Linked DNA regions of Gossypium hirsutum: region 2 is linked to region 1. The links are chromatin contacts, called in public Hi-C maps. All regions are on one chromosome and are shown on one strand. The core of a region is the stretch at or near the end of the contact, and the rest is flanking DNA. Distances in the headings are between cores, read along the strand shown.

Region 1 (4,677 bases), core at 857-3,356:
TATAATAGGATTTGAAACCGTGTCAATGGGATTACTAAAACCTTAAATTTATCACTCATTCAAAACTTTTAAAATATTTTATACAATTTTGCTTTCATATATACACAATTTATTATCTTCATCAATTTAACAATTAATTTTAAACCATACGTTCAATTGTTTATTGTATGTTACTTTTAAACAATCATCTATGTTTTAAGTATGTGGTTTTCACCCGCGTACACGTTTGATAGAATTTCTGGTATAAATAATGTCACTGATTGCATTGGTGTCACAAGTCAACTCGATATTTAATTTAAAAAAAATAGAATTTTAATATTGAATTTCACTAACTTTATAACTTTTTGACGTGCTATAAAAAAATGACAATACGTGATAAATAATTGGAGTGCATTTAATATTTTTAATATTATGTATTTACCTATTTCAAATTTTTTTTACTTACAAGTAAAACTAATTTTTATTTTAATTTTGTATATATTACATATGTGATGTCATTATTTATTAAATATTATTTTCAAACATACTTTTATATTCTAAATAGGTGATTTATAATCGCATAAGCGTATGATCAAATTTCTAATACATATAATTCTTATAATTTATATATAATATATGTACACAAAACTTGGTTCTAATCTAAAATAAACCACGGTACAAAAATTCGCAGAAAATCAAAATTAAGCCCCCAAAAGGAAGAACAAGTACAGTATCATTAAACCTCATCTCCCTCCCTATCTTCAAATGATCATAGTTTGAATGGATTTAGAGTTGCTTCATTATTTTTTTTAAAAAAATTATATTAATATTTTATAGTTAAATTTATATTGAAATCTTTTTAATATACAATCAATTTTATTTAAAATAAAATAATATTGTTTAAATTTGATTTAATATTGACTGAACAAAATAGCTTAAAGTTTAGTGAGACATTATTATCATTTATATGCGTGAGCAAAACTCGATTCGATTCGAAAAAAATCGAAAAATAATTTAAATTTTGAGTTAATCCATTTGAGTTATTCGAGCCAACCCGAATAAGTAATTCAAGTTCGAGTTAAGTTGAATTTTATAATTCAAATAATTCGAATAATAGATTTGTGTAAATACCCTTTTGGTCCCTATCAATTTTGAAAATAAGCAATTTGATCTCTCTTACAACAAAAATTACCCAAAAAATTTAAAATAATTGTTACAAGTCAACATATTTATGAAAATTCTAAAATTTATATTTTAAAAAATATAAAAATTTAAAAAATTGTAAAGAATATACAAATAAAGTTAAAATTTTAAATTTTTCTAAAACTATAATTTTGGGATCTAAATAAGTTAATTAATAATTCAAGTTTATCATATTAAATCATTTTTCAAATATATATTGTTTCAAATTTATGTGCTTTAACATGAAATTAGTTATACTGTAACAAAATTTTAATTTAGCATGTTTAATTTTTCAATTTAACTCAAACAATTTCACTCGATTCAATTCGACTCGACTCAAATTTCATTTCACTCGACTCAATTCGAAAAAAATTCAAATCGAGTTAGGATGATAAAATATGATTCGTCAACTTAATTAACTCAAAATATTTTCACTCAATTTAATCGAATACTCACCACTAACCATTCAATAAAAAAGTAATACATTTTTATTGAAATTTTTAGAAAATGTTATATTTTTCATATATTTTTTAAAACATTTAATTTTTATATACTTTTAAAGAGTAAAGATCAAATTGATAAAAAAAAACTATAAATGTTGAAGGTTAAAAAAATTATTTTATCTTTTTAATAAAATCCACATCTGAAAAAAATAATTTAAATAAAAAAAGGGACTAAATCACTCAAAATTAAATTATAGGGACTAAAATTTAAAAGAGGATAATCACCTTCTGCATATTTAAACCAAAAGATATACCACTACATATCTAAGAAATCAACCCAATAAAAATATCTGGGCCAACATATGGTACATTAAGATTGGATTACAGTTGAAACTTGGGCTGAGCTTTTCGCGGGAACCTAAGTGCTAACTAAAGTTAGATAACTTAGGGTGAGTTTGGATGGGCGGTGCGTTTAGCTGCGGTTAGTGTAAAAATAGCGGTAGCGGTGAGATTAGATATTGTAACGATACTGTAGCGTGAGACAAAAAGTAAGTTAAACGCACCGCAACGCAGTCAATCGCCCATCCAAACGAAGCCTTAATCTTTGTTACCAAACGCGACGTTCTCTTCACTGATCCCGCGCTTATTCGAAGCCGAAAGCAAAACACTCCCAAAGGATAAATCTTTTGATTTTCAGAATCCAATTAGCAGCGCACAGTAGCTTCAATGTCGGATCCAATCATCCTATCCGATGGAGACGACCCAAAGACCCCCCGCCCTTCCATCTCCAAGAAGCCCAGAACCGTACCGGACAGTCATTTACCTCCGGTTTTGATTCTCGACGATGACCCTACCCCGCAAAAACCGTCACTGGCCCCCCCTTCACCTGCGGCTCCACTCCTTCCTTTGTGGCCGAGACTCCGATGTCAGAGCCTTCGGTCGTCAGGTGCTCCAATGCTGACCCTTCAATTGAGGCTTCGGATCCTCAAATTGGAGATGCCAAGCTCTCTGGTTTATTCCTTTCTCTTTTACATACTCACATTCTTTAGTTGAATTTTGGCTTCATTTTAGGGTTGCAGTTTGGAATTTATTCGTTTTCATTTTAATTTGAAATAGAGATGGTTCAATTTTGGTAATTTTGTCTTATGTTGATGCAAAAGCAAATGGTAACGATGAAAGCTGTGTATGATGAAAATGGGTAAAATAGCTCAAATATAACTGCATTTGAACATATATTTGCTTGCTTTATATAAAAGTAAACTAGTATATTTTGTTGTTAAGAAATGTTAAATATTTAGCTTTTAATCATGCAAAAATGTTACATGCTTTTGTATCCAGAGCCATTCTTTTACTTCATTTTTTCTTGTAGAAGCAAAAAGCAAGCAGCGAAGATAAAACGAAATAAAATTAAAGCTTTTACTAAATCATGACAAGTGTAATTTTTTGACATATTTATTGCAGTTAAAACTTAGGAGGTTCATTCTATTAGCAGTTTTTGGATAAAATAACATGTGATGCTTTTATGTTTCTTTTTGATTTTTTTTAATTGCTTTTCTATCTGGAGTCATTTCGGAGTGATTCATCTTTCATTCAATTTTTTTTCAAAGTTTTTTGTTGGTTGAAAAGAAACTCTGATGGGTTACCATCCTTCTGCATAATTTTTACTTTTATTTTTCTACCTTTGTTTCCTTACCTAACAGGAATAAGCAGATTGATATGTTTGGAATCCGATAATGATTCTGAAACTGGTTCTAAAAGGGACAATGATCAGGAGAATGGATCAAAGTGCTCCTACATTGATGAGTCCGAAGAGTTAGAATGGCGTTCTAGAGTTTTTGATTATGAATCTCATCTAGGTTTGTTGATGCTGTCTGTTGAATTGTTCTATATGTGGTTGTCTGGTTCTTGAAACCTTGCTACAATTTTGAAAATTGCCAAAGGAAGCATATCCAGTAGTTTGGAATCTGTTTTCTTGTATATTAATGGAAGATAATGAATCATGTTTCAGGGAGTTCTAATCTAATCCAAATCTGTGAGGACAGTTCTTCTCAGCCATTGTATGAAGAGGATGATGGTGATCCACAACTTCTTGAGGTATGATTACATAAATGATGCATTACTCACCTTCTGAAGTAGCCAAACGGGTTGCTGTCGTGTTGTTTCCAAATTTCAAAGCATAGCCAAACATGTATTTGAAGTGCTGAACAAATATATTGATAACATTTTCAAAAACTTAATATATTTGAATATATATTTTCATAAAAAAGATCACACGAGAAATACACTTAGACAGTTATGCCAACTTAAGCATTAGGAAATTTATTGGTTCTTATTGTATTGGATGATAGTGATCTAAATTCATTTTCTTTTCTTAATTGATCAATTGGACTTTAAATCAAAACCTATGACCCATTTAGGCAAATTTGCTTGGAACTTTGAGTCGGCAACACTTATGAGTATTCCCCTTTTAGTTCAGATTTTTGGAGCGGTGAATGTTGTGATGTTATGAGCCTGGTAGAAACTTGGAACATTGACTTAAAGTTTGTTGTAGAGGGTAGGAGGGTCTAAGAGTGAGGTAGGTCGTTTTCATGCTATATTTTGATAAAAATGAAATGACAATGAAAACATTTTGTTTTTTTCTTGTGTGTGTGGCATGGTTAATTGTTGGTCATCTGTTTAGTTCATTTCTCTCTTTCTTCTCAGTTGCATGATTGTTGCTTTTCTCCTTGTTTGGCATTATAAATGTCATGGGAGCAAGCAGTGTAATTGAGCCATTGATGGATTTGAGAGGGAGTATTGTAAGGCTTGGAGTTTAATCTTGAAGAAGTTATGTGTTCCTCTTCTTGAACTCCAAGGATGAAAGAGAATAATAGACAATTGGAAGATTTAGAAGTTTGAACATGCACTTGGTTGGCAAGGTTGAAGACTTTAAGGACCATCTGCATTTTGTTTTACATCTGGTTATTTTTGAGTTTGTTGGTACTTTTAGTTTCAGGTCCTACATGATGCTTCCTCAATTCCTTCTTACTTAACTTTTGTTTTTAATTTATTTTTCTTATTGTTGCTTGCAACA
Region 2 (4,677 bases), core at 1,244-3,743, 160 kb before region 1:
CTTGAGGTGCATCAATGGGTTCAAGTACCAGAGAAGGTGCCACAAGCTGACTCTTGGCCTGGCTACTGATAAGCTTAGAGAAATGAAGATGAGGATTAACAATGGCGAGTTCGTTGATGGGTTTGGAGAAGAGGGTGAGTTCGAGATTCATTACCAGGAACCTCCTGAAACTTACTTTGCAAAGTTCAAGAGAAACTGGGCATTGCATTTTGGTTTCCTAATCTTGATCTATGCTTTCATGGTTTCTTCTACAGTTGTCTTGCTTTGTTTTTAATTCATTTGGATCATTTTTTCCCCAGTGTTGTTTAAGAAGAGGAATTGATTGCTTTATGTGTATATCTTGGGTTAGATTCTTGAGGCTCAATATTAAATCAAGAAGAAAAACTTGAAAAATGATGTTTATTATTCTTGAATTTATTATTATTATTATTTTTTTTTTTTTGTCTTTTGGATAAAAGGCTTAATTGTTAATGATGAAAGTAGTATCTGCTTTTTATGTTGAATGTAGATTGCGAATTTGTATGTTTGCTAGCAGCATTTCTTGGTGAGGATAGAGATAGTGGTTATTGTATAAAAAGGAAGACTGATTTTAAACGTAGTTGGCTTGACTCCACTACTTTTGAGGTGTTGAACGTTAGAATTTAGAGCACACCATCCATTTAATCTTGAAATTTGTTTTCTAAACCGATCTAATCGAACTGACTTCGAGTTGGTCGGTTCGGTCGATTAACCCAAGTTTTTGTCCCTGTAAACCATTTTCAAGCGGCATACAAACATCTCAGCTATACCTTATCTTGCTGGTCATGTTTGCATGCCAAATTAAAAGGGGGAAGATCAAAGTTGAATGCCGGCTGGCAGGCGCAGGCGCTGGATTGCAACGAAGGTCGAAGGGGGCAGCTTTGCTATTTTTTTTTTCTTTCTATTTCAAGAAGAAGACATTTAGGAATTAGGGGTTCTGTTCTGTTTAGTTTAGACAAACACAACTAGGGCTCTTTTTTTAAAAAGAAAAAAAATTGGGTTTTAAAGTCTTTGGGTAAGATCAATTGGTTTGCTAAATTTAAACTGGGTTAGCCGGTTAGTTTTTTGGGTGTACTTCGGCTTTAATAAATATTATAAATTATAAGCCCGTTTGTCGGTCAATTTCAAAACCGACTCCTTTATTGACCAAACAGACGAAACCGACATGGACCAAATCGAACCGGCCAGATAAAACCGACCAATGGTATACCCCAGGGAAATGTACTTACTGATGATGGTTAGGTTTTTTGGCAAGGCGACAAAGCAATAAAAATGTACTTAATTAGTTTTGAGTTAAATTTTTACTATTTTTGTTTTGAAATTTTAAAAGAAGGGCCTATGCCCTAACCTTGTCCTTTAAGTAGGGCAGTAGGATTCATAATTTCATTCCAATCTACCTCCTAATTTAAACTTAGAATATGAAAATTAAAATGATTTTTACTATTAAAATAAAAACAATAATATAATATCTTTTCTTTATATTTAATTTTTTTAGTAAGAGATTAAAATGAATTAATTTAAGTATTAGGTATCTGATTTTAATTTCAGGGTAAAAAAAGAGAAAAAATTAAGTAATAATTAAAATCATTATAATTGTTAGGGAGGGTGGAGTGGTAGATTTTATAAAGGTCTTCCTAGGTACTCCCTACTCATTCTCCTTTTTACTAGGTAATCTAGCATTCTAGCTAGCTTAAGGAAGACCAAACGATTTCATGGTTGACAAGTGTTTAATTTCATTTAAACTTTATTACATATCAAACAGTAGCGGAACACCAAACAAAATACAAATAAAAACTCAGAACTTTGAGAGTGCCACCTTCTTTAACCAACTGGCGAGGCGGCTAGAGGAGCAGCAGCAGCAGGAGTAGAAGATGCATCACAGTAGCCTCTAAGGATGTTGCCTTCCTCAGATGTGAAACCAAGGGAAGTGAGCATGGTAGGCCAACATTTACGCGTGATAACCTCGATGCCACCACAACATTCAGGGCCCATGTCAGTTTGGCCATTAACAAAGAACAGAATGATCTCATCTGTGCATGATTTCAGCTCATTTAGTGCATTCCAGCACTCGGCAAGCCCTCCATTCTCCTCCAGGCGGCCTGGCTTGCTGGAGATGGGCAGTTGGCGTGCAGCAGTTACAGTAGCCAAGACATAGACGAGGACCAAAACATGAAACAAATATCTGACAGCCATGATCAACTTCTTCTTTTTTCTTTTTCTTTATTTTTTTTTTTTGCTTTTGAATGTAATGGATGAAGAGCCCTGGACTATGAAGAGGTTATTTATAGGAGAAATCGAGGGAGAGGAGTGGACTAAAACCGAAGACGCCTTTTAAGTTATTAATAAGAGGATCTAATTGTCTTAATCATAGGACTCTTTAAGGGGAAGATGATGGGTTTGTACAAGTGAGTAACTTGCATGAATACCAAAAGCTGCAATATGTGATGGCATGAAAGGTTGATCATATGAGCCTAGTAAATAATGTAGAATATAGTGTACATAACAGAATATTTAAAAAAAGTAGTTCTAAACGAGCAATATAAGGATTTTTTTTTTACTGATAAATTTTTTTAGCCAAATGGCGTAATTTTATATTATTTGACAATCTAGTCCAATTTTGATGACAAGACTCGCCACATCAATAAAAGTGGGCTACATCATTTGCATTTTTTTGTCTATAGGAGTTAAAAATAAATTTTGTGTCAGTTCAGGCAATTAAAAGTCTTTTAGGTTCAATGGTGGCCAAGGTTCCCTGATAGAATTGATTATCGCTAGTCTAAAACGTGGAAAGATACTGTTGCGAATGCTTACAAATGTCTTTTGCAAGGATCTTTGGATCCCATGAACCAAATCTAGAAGAGTATATGGAAAGTGAAAGTTCCCCAGAGTCCAGAGAACTCGACACTTTCTCTGGCTTTTAGCAAAAAGGAGAAGCTGCTAACGAACTATAGTAGATGCAGGAGATCTTAGTAGGATTCTGTAGTTTGTGCAGTTTGGAGTTGAGAGTCTTGCATTCATTTAACGCGGGATTCTCCTATAGTTTCTCTAGGTTGGACCAGCATTATTCCTTTGAATGCATTTGGCAGCAAGGGAACATGTTTGTTTTCCAACAGTCTAGTTTGTAGATTGCTAGAAGATGTTTCACTTGGGGAAGAGGGTACAAATAGCTATGGCAAGTGAACTTAGTCATAGTGTAGGGGGAGACGAGAGATTGGTTGGAAGGCTCCACCATCAGGGTGGACTAAGCTGAATTTTGATGGATCAGTAATGGTTAGCTCAAGAGCTGCTGCAGCTGGAGGGTCATTGCGCGATGGAAGTGGTGAGTTTCTAGTTGGTTTCTACTGCAAAGTTGGGCATTTGCTCAGTATTGGAAGCTGAAATTTGGGCAGTGTATCATCGTCTTCGTGTGGTATGGCAGAGAGGATACAGGACTAAATCTATAACTTTAGGAATAGAATAGGACTAATAGCAAAATTTTATAAAATGAATTTAATTGTTACCATTTAGTAAAGATTAAAATTTTAAAAAGTAAAAAGATTAAAATCGATCCATTCTAAATGTATAGGGATTAATAACCAAAATAAAAGAAAAAATACAGAGTCTAAACCTACAACTTATGCATAGTATAAGTTCTTATAAAAATATTTAATTTTTTTTAATAATTAATTTTTGTTTGACTTATGACTAAGTATCATATTTACTCATAATTTTATTCAAATTAAATTTTTATGCCTTTAGTTTCACAAAATTTTGAATATTTAGTATATGAAAATTGATTATCATTTTCATTATTCAGAATTTATAAGTATTTTTTTATTATCATGCAAATATATTTGTGTGTATATATAGTTGAATATGATTGTTGAGATAATATATATTTCATTTGTATTTTGTCATAACATATTTCTTAACATGAAATGGGTTACATTTATTAATAAGTAATATGTGTATATATACGTGTGTTTAGACATATATATATAGGTATGTTTTTTTTTTCAAATATATAGATACGTATTTGATATATTACTTTAGGAGTTATATTGTAAATGTTATATATGTAATTTCTAATATTAATGTAACATATAAAACAAAATTTTAATATTCTGAAAGTTGTGATGGTTGTTATCCATCATGTGTTTTTTAAAAGCAGTGATGGTTTTAGTTTGGCATAATTGTAAAAGAAGCTCTTAATCTTTTGGGGCTTTTGGATATATGCCCCTAACTTCTTTTTTTTTTTTGATTTCAGTCTTCAACGTAATAGATTTTTCAGACATCAACCCAATTGAAACGATAATCGTTAGTTGATCGTTACTCAACAGTCGGTGAAAAATATTAGTCTATGTGGCGTGCCAGTTGACTGATGACGTGACAGACATTTAAATAATAACGCTGACATGGTAAAAAAATTAAATAAATTTAATAAACATAAAACAAAAAAAACCCTAAATCCACCAAATAATCTCAAACCCCTAAATTCAAAACTTTCCCCAAATTCTAAAATTCCCAATTCATCAAATTCCCTAAATTGTGAAATCCCCAAATCCATAACATTCCAAATCTTCATTGAATCCCTAAAATCTTCAGCAATCTCCTTTTTGAATTATTGATTGAGGGATTTTTTTACATCCTTAATCCCTTAGAGCCAAATCGTAAAATCTC

The links. A called contact is a pair of places that touch in the nucleus more often than the background predicts.
Region 2: a Hi-C map of leaf shows a contact between it and region 1, with 2.0 times the contacts expected there. The contact joins the promoter of LOC121208230 here to the promoter of LOC107914475 in region 1. A contact is called at or near these places in 2 of 34 Hi-C or Micro-C datasets (callus and leaf).

Annotation. Positions count from the first base shown.
Region 1 is chrA10:13,859,230-13,863,906 of Gossypium_hirsutum_v2.1, reverse strand. It overlaps LOC107914475 (crossover junction endonuclease EME1B-like), which reads left to right and starts at 2,106. Exons shown (of 13, transcript XM_016843400.2): 1 at 2,106-2,495; 2 at 2,498-2,615; 3 at 3,305-3,460; 4 at 3,613-3,698. The coding sequence starts at 2,331.
Region 2 is chrA10:14,017,384-14,022,060 of Gossypium_hirsutum_v2.1, reverse strand. It overlaps LOC121208230 (egg cell-secreted protein 1.4), which reads right to left and starts at 2,493. Exons shown (of 1, transcript XM_041078775.1): 1 at 1,607-2,493. The coding sequence starts at 2,211. The coding sequence ends at 1,840. It overlaps LOC107914604, which reads left to right. Exons shown (of 1, transcript XM_016843550.2): 1 at 1-431. The coding sequence ends at 274.